Regions from separate parts of the Anser cygnoides genome. Here region 2 is linked to region 1. A link is a contact called in public Hi-C data. All regions are on one chromosome and are shown on one strand. The core of a region is the stretch at or near the end of the contact, and the rest is flanking DNA. Distances in the headings are between cores, read along the strand shown.

Region 1 (3,562 bases), core at 78-2,577:
TGGCAGCAAACTCGTGTGGCTTTTTTGCTGTTGTTTTTTAAATCAGTTGAAAGCAGAAATGCTGAGGCACTAACGAGCCTACTCCTTTTCTTACCCCTGCCATCAGAGTTGTTCCAAACAGCGTTCATCAATATGGTGATACGCACTTGATAAAAAAAAAAAAAAAAAAAAAAACACAAAAAAACACACACAAAAACAAACAAACAAACAAACAAAACAAACAAAAAAAACCACTGTATTTATATTTAAATATAAAACAATAGTGGCTGTTTTGCTGGTGTTTTTCCTGAGATGTACATAGTTTCTGCATGGTCCTTCAGCCTGACTTTTCTGAATACTGGCAGGATACCAGCACTTTTCTAAAGCAAAACAGGCTTCAAACCATTAAAATTCAACAGAAAGCTCTCTCCCCCATCAATCTTTTTCTCTGGGCACTTAAAGTAGTTACCTGGGTCTATTGATTTATAAGTGGGTCCATCCGGATGCTGTTTACCAGTCTCCCAGATTGCTAAAATGGCTACCAACAGCCTTCCATATTTTAATTAAATGCACTATTTCATATTTTTTGATTATATATCACTTAATTGCTTCTACTGCCTAACATATGCATCAAGGTGGGCTTTTTGCCAAAGCTTAGTTGATTTCCCATAATTTTTGCTCAAAAATTTCTTCAGCTTTGTGTAACCTAACCAAGTACTTAACCAGGAGGATGTCGATGTAATATAAATTAGATGATTCTGGCCTCTGCTGATGTTGTCACAGCATTGGACATGAACAGGAGAAAATATAGTCTTCCTCAAAATAAGAGACAGTGTTTGAGGGACAGGATGTTCGTGGTCTGGAGGCCAGACTGGGAGATAAACCAGCTCAGACAAGGTCATTCAGATCATTGGCTAAGCCCACAAACCCAGACTCTACCCTTTCGATTGTAGTTCAACCACCAAGCTTCTGGAGTACAGCCAAAGCAGGCCTGGGAAAGGGGAACTGCAGCTTCTGGAGTGAGTCAGGTGTGGAAGGCAGGCTACCCTGAAAAGGTTCATCCTCTGTGAAACGATACCACCTTCACTAATTAACTTGTTCTTCCACCCTCCTGTCATTAGGTGCCATTGTGGTGCTGCTTCTCATCTGTCCTCTCCTCTGCTGTCTTTTCCACCTGGTGCTGCAATGCTCCAAGAGAGGGCTGATGTGAAAGGAAGACTATCTGCATTTTTAACCCTCCAGCAAGTTTAAAAGGAAGAAGTCACATTTTCATGGACAGCAGAAGATAAAATTAGCTAAGGAAGGAATGAAGTGACAATAGACTAGTCTAAAAAAGCAACAGAGAAAAAAAAAAAGAAAAAAAGTCTCATACAGAAGTAGTAAGAGGGAGCACAGATTAAGCAGTTACCTAGTTTGACTAGCAAAAAGAAGTGAAGAAAGTCAAGCCATAACGAAGACACGCATAAGAATTCAGCTATGAACTTGTGTCTGAAACACTTCCTTCTGCTTTCCTCTCCTGCACAAGAAAGGGGCAGAAAGAACACACTTTAAAGCTATCATAAAAGGTTCACATCAAAATACCCAAAGCCGCCCTGGGGAGGACATTATGCATGCTTTCCCTATGGGAAGATGCATAGGAGCAAGATTCTTTAAAGAGAGATTTTTTTTTTTTTAGACATTTTTCCTAGGCCTAATTAGCAATCATCACCCTGTCTTTTGGAGATAAAGGGCATCTGTTCAGCCTGCATCGTGGTTTTGGCAGAAACCAGCTAACCTGGCCCCTGCAGCTGACCTGGTGTTGAATACCATGGCCAGCAATGGGTTTCCCCTCTGTCTCCATTCTCTGTCCTAACTTTCCACTAAAACCAACCAGAAAATCTCCAACAAGATATTGAGCCTTGCGAGAGAAACACAAATTCTTCATTGAACCTGGACTTAGATGCTTATTTTGAAATCTCTAGGTATCCTCTAAGCAGTCTGTGATTGCACTTTCTCCTCCAGCACATTCCACTAGTCACCAGCGGAAGCCAGCTCTGCAAAGCCCGATCTTTTTATATAGCTGTCTAACAGCAGGAGTAAAGCACTTGCTGACTTTACAGGACCCAAACACTATGCACAATCCCCAAGCTGAAAGAGAAACACCATTGTTCTTCACATATATTTGAACTACAGCTCCAGCATGGCCAGTAGCCTAGTTTTGTTAAGTTGCTCTGGCATTCTCACATCTCTCTTGTTTTTATGATTCTGCAAACAGGAAGATTTGCACCTGCACATCAAAGAGAAGTCTTTTCAGGCATAGTTAAAGGTTAGAGTGAACTTACACAGATGTATTCTAGCAAACCCAACCTGTTACACTTTAACCCTTGGTCATCAGCATCTAGCAAATATTTACTCAATTGAAATTACAGTGCAAAGGTTTCTGCTGAAAGAAGCAAGATGTCAACAGGGCTGAAATGCAAGTGGAAGGAACAGTACACACAGTAGCAGTTTGTTTTTTAAAAAAATAAATGTTTTGAAAATGAAAATGCAGTACACTACTAGTGACTGTTTTCCAAGCCTTCGAGCCTTTTGTATTATGTTATCTTTTCCGGTTGTTTCTCTCCATCTCAAACCTGAAGCAATATGGTAGACACTTCTAGGTCCCTTATAAAGCAGCAGCAATGACACTGCGGCTCTCCCGATGAACGTTATGTTACCCTTCTACACTAGAATACATTCAAGGTACCCAGAGACATTCATCCCACCAGAGAGCACAGGTCTAGGAAGCATTATGTTGATGCAGAGGACAGACTGCTTCATAAGGAAATGTACACTCGCTGCAGCTTTTTTTTTTTTTTTATGACACCTCAGGGGAAGAGCCAGAATGTCAAAATCCTTTTAAATGACAACTGCAAACGATCAAGACACAAATGTAGAACCCTGTATACAGTGCCTCTAAGTTTGTTTACATTGGCTTAGGTTCTAGCCTGTAATTTTTTAATAGCAAAATGAAAAAAAAAAAAAAAGTATTTGCTGCCACAGCAATAAATTACACTGTTACAACACAATCAAGAACTTACTCATTTAAACCTTAAAGTCTTCAGCATTTATTTTTTTGATCTCTCACCTTCCAACTTCTCCCACTCACGATACGCATTTAACATTTCTACCTCTCTGTGCCCTTGGATAGTACTCACCTCTTCCTTGCCACTGTCTGGCACCCTGCAATAGACATCTCCCGTGGATGGATTATAGGAGTCTATGTAGGAGGAACAAGGAACAAATTTGCCAGCTATAAAGTTTTCCAGCACTAAGAGAGCCTTTGAGTGAGCCATTGTTAGCTGCTTGCTTCATCAGCGATTTTTTCCTAAGAGGTGTCAATTTAGATTTGTAGTTCTGTAAGTATTTGCACAGCAAGTTTGAACTCCTCCCCTCTCTCTCCGTCTTCCCTGCATTGCTCGTTCATAAGTCAGATGAAACTCCGGCAACAACAGAAACAAAGAGTGAACGGGGGAAAATTACTATTTCTGTGACTTCCCCCACCCCAGGAGCTGAAGCAGGGAGGCAGGATCAGATTAAGATCTATGAAGAGAGCTCCTTTCTC
Region 2 (3,596 bases), core at 960-3,459, 460 kb before region 1:
TTTTTTTTTTTCCCTGAGGCCCTGCGCATAATTTAACTGTACACTGAGCTTTTTCCCTAAACTTTATTTGGTGCTTCATACTAGTATGAATGTTCATAAACATTGCTTTCTTCTCTAAACCTTCAGGGAAGCTAACAAGCCCATTGCAAAGGAGAACAGGATGAAAAGTAATCACCAGTTCAGGATGGCCAACTTCAGACTACCATATTTGTCTCTTAAGAGTATTTAATATCATATATGATCAAAATATGGCTCCCACTGCAGCTCCTACTGTCTTAAGCTAGAGCTGAGTGCCAAAATATTCTTCAAATAGGGTATAAAAGACTCTATTTGAATATCTAGACAGTGAAGATAGAATGTAATATGTACAGCTGGGTAAAATTAAGGCTGTCTATGTGGTCACAGTTCATGTGTTACATAGTGCTCAGGCTACAAAATGAACCATTTACTATAGTATGTGTGCACACGAGCATATGCTGTATTTTTGTTAATGCTAGATTCTTGTCTTTACAGTGAAGAAGAAGCTAAATTTGGTGCCAGACGATTAGCTCGTAGTCTACAGAAACTAGGTTTTCAGGTAATTCTAATGAAAAAGGAACTTGTGTTGCTTAAGCAATGATGGTACTCAATTTTTTAGAAAGAATAAAAAATGAGGAAGTGTAACTATTTAGCAATCATCATGTTTTCATTCAGATGCCCGTTTTGTAGCAGCGTACGTTTTCCAGATGCTGGTCAAAGAAATGTCTTATTTTGTGGATTTGAGTTTCATTTGGTGGCTCAGAGTTGTGCTTTTTCCCTCCCTAATAAACAACAAAACTTACTAAATGAGCCACCCACAAATGTTTCTTGGGTAGAAAAATACCTTGAAAGATTTATTTGGAAGAAGTGCTGAAGGGTGTAAACCAAACTGTCATTTAAACACAATTTTCCCGCATTTATGGTGGAATAACAAACACATGTCCCTCTCGTTTAGGGCAAGTTTGAACCTTGTTAATTGAGGGGGGGAAGTGCTGCTGTGCTGTGAGGTTGCACAGCTGGAAATAAGTTTTAAAAAGAAATAGGGTATGAAACGCCTCTTTTTGTGGGTTTGGGTCAACATTACCAGTCAGAAACACCACTTGAACTTTGTAGTAACAGTTTTGAATGGGAGTGCTAAAGTGTGTAATTTTAAAACTTTCTGACAGTCAGTTGTGCTGTTTACCCACAATTTAAATTTACCAGCAGACAATTACCAACAGGCACAGTTGCTGTCCTTTGGCAGGAAGAATCTAAATTTGATTATACTGCATAAAGGCAGCTGTGACAGGCTATCCCACTAATGTTGCGTTAGACCCAAACAAAAGTTAGGGAATTTTATTGCTAAGAATGTATGCATTAGACCCAGGCTCTTAAAGCTGGATTGAAGCATTGAATCACTGGGAGATGAACAGTGCCTCCAGGGTAGATGCGCCAAGTTTTATTATGAAGTGAGCAATTTAAGTGGAGTATGTTTTGAGGATTAAAATAATAGTTGACCTCTTATAAGGATTTGTTGCTTCCACTTGTATACTTTCCCAAAATGTTTTGGCTGAGAAATTTTCAGTTCTGGCTGTTTCAGAAAATGAACAAAATTTTCTTCAGTGACTTTGCACTTCTTAACAGTGCACTTGTTTGTTTTGGAGTTGCCTGTTGGCTCTTTTAATGTCATGTAAAATGGCTGTGGTCTGAGAATAACTGAAAGCCAATATTTTGAGGTAGGATTCAGAAAGTAAAAGACTGGAAAAATAGCTTGCCGTGCTGGACATTTGAAACAAAACAGTTTTTGTCTTTTATCTTATTCTTAGCTTTGATAAAAATGGTGTATAGCAGCAAGGCATTAAAGACACTTTTCCAAATTGCATAGGATTCATGTAAGAATTAAACTTTTTCTTTGTTAATTTTGATGTCCCATGAGCTACTTAATTTAGTTTGTTTTCAATTTGGTTGTGTTTTAGTATAACAATGAGTTATTCCTGTGTTTCATTCTCAAAGAAAATTGTACGATAACCACATAGTACAAATGTGAAATAATCTAGTTCAACGGCTACTGTACCATGGAAGGATAAAATAAGTGATTTGAGTCTATTAAGTACCTTTAGACTATTACAAATGCATCAATCACAAGGTTTTAGTTGTGAAATAACATTAAAATACTCAACTAGTATTCTTCTAATTTTTTTTTTCAACACATACATCTCTGCTTCTCTGAGCTGAATTTCTAATGACATTCTTTTCTTCTCTTTTGAAAAGGTAATTTTCACAGATTTTAAAGTTGTGAATGTTTTAGCAGTGTGCAACATGCCCTTTGAGATAAGATTGCCAGAATTTACGAAGAATAACAGACCTCATGCGAGGTATGGTAGAATTTTAAAGAATTGTAGTCTTGGTATATTTCTTAAGCTTTTCTGTTTCAGTTCCAGACCTCTAACCTGTTATTTTGTCTTCTAGTTACGAACCAGAACTTCATCCTGCCGTGTGCTACAGAATAAAAACTCTCAGAGCTACCTTACAGATTTTTTCAACAGGCAGTATCACAGTTACAGGTATTTTGATGTCATAAATAAATATTTAACTTGCTGGGAATATTTAACTTTAGGGCTAGTCAGTTTAGGAAAAGAAGATATTCAAAACAGTCAAAAGATATGCCAAAGGGATCTTGTTTCCCAGTGCTTGTACCTAGTTTACTTTTGAGTGAAATGGCCAGACAAGTTAGAGGAAGAGTTATTACTGGTAGACTTAAAAATTACTTTTAGTGGACATGGTCAGTTTTTTGTTGTTTGTTTTTTTTTTTTAATAAAACAGAAGTGAGATAGAATTTGAGAATGCAGGTATTGTTATTTAAATGTTTTACTTTTTCCCCTTTTTTTAATCTTCATAATGATGTAGACTGCACTGCATGTAGCATCAACAGCACTTTCATAAATGCATATTTCCAAGCTTGAGATCTATGGAAACATGTGAGATGGCATAGTATTTTGTCATAACTGAAATTGACCAATATTTGCAATTTTTCAGACTTATGCTCGCTTCTGTTAAAGCTCATTTGGGGGGAGAACCACTACTTGGGTTATAGGAATTAGTGACCTTTCTCAAGTAATCAGAGGCATGATTGTTTTGGGTCTTAGAGATGCTACTGCCATTTTTTCTTCCTTCTCTCTCTAATTTTCATTTTCCATTCTTTGCTGTATTTACTTGTGCAGTGTACACCACAGATGTGAAAAGTCAGATGTGAGGAATACCTATTATATTTCCTGGTTCTGTACTATTATCATTTGTTATCACGTCAGCTGGTCTTGTGGCTGGTAGAGCTCAACTACTGGTATTATATATCCCTACACTGCTCACGTGCAGGGGTATTTATTTTTACATCTTATTTTTTTTTAACAAATACCTAAGCTTTATGGGGAATACTTACATCAGGATTTTCCATTTTTAAGAAGACAAACTGTATTAGACTTAGTAATCTGAAAACGTGGGGCTAGACATCAAGGTGCTGGAGTGTCTCCAGGGAAGGGCAGCAAAGCTGTTGCAGGGTCTAGAAAACAAGTTTTATGAGGAGTGGTTGAGGGAATTTGCGT

What was found. Hi-C and Micro-C count contacts between places; a contact is called where the count stands out from the background.
Region 2: a contact with region 1 is called in a Hi-C map of liver, with 2.4 times the contacts expected there. The contact joins two enhancer-like sites. A contact is called at or near these places in 2 of 7 Hi-C or Micro-C datasets (granulosa cells and liver).

The regions. Positions count from the first base shown.
Region 1 is chr3:61,464,411-61,467,972 of Taihu_goose_T2T_genome, reverse strand. ALDH8A1 (aldehyde dehydrogenase 8 family member A1) reads right to left here. Exons shown (of 7, transcript XM_013175364.3): 1 at 3,156-3,562. The coding sequence starts at 3,293. Among named protein-coding and RNA genes, the nearest start is that of ALDH8A1, 4.0 kb to the right of the region's middle. Within about 2 kb of position 1,327, at least 2 of the 3 cell types and tissues checked have open chromatin away from gene starts, as enhancers often do. A contact at or near this core is called in liver, where this site is marked.
Region 2 is chr3:61,927,719-61,931,314 of Taihu_goose_T2T_genome, reverse strand. TBPL1 (TATA-box binding protein like 1) reads left to right here. Exons shown (of 7, transcript XM_066994258.1): 4 at 514-577; 5 at 2,269-2,372; 6 at 2,467-2,561. Among named protein-coding and RNA genes, the nearest start is that of TBPL1, 10 kb to the left of the region's middle. Within about 2 kb of position 2,209, at least 1 of the 3 cell types and tissues checked has open chromatin away from gene starts, as enhancers often do. A contact at or near this core is called in liver, where this site is marked.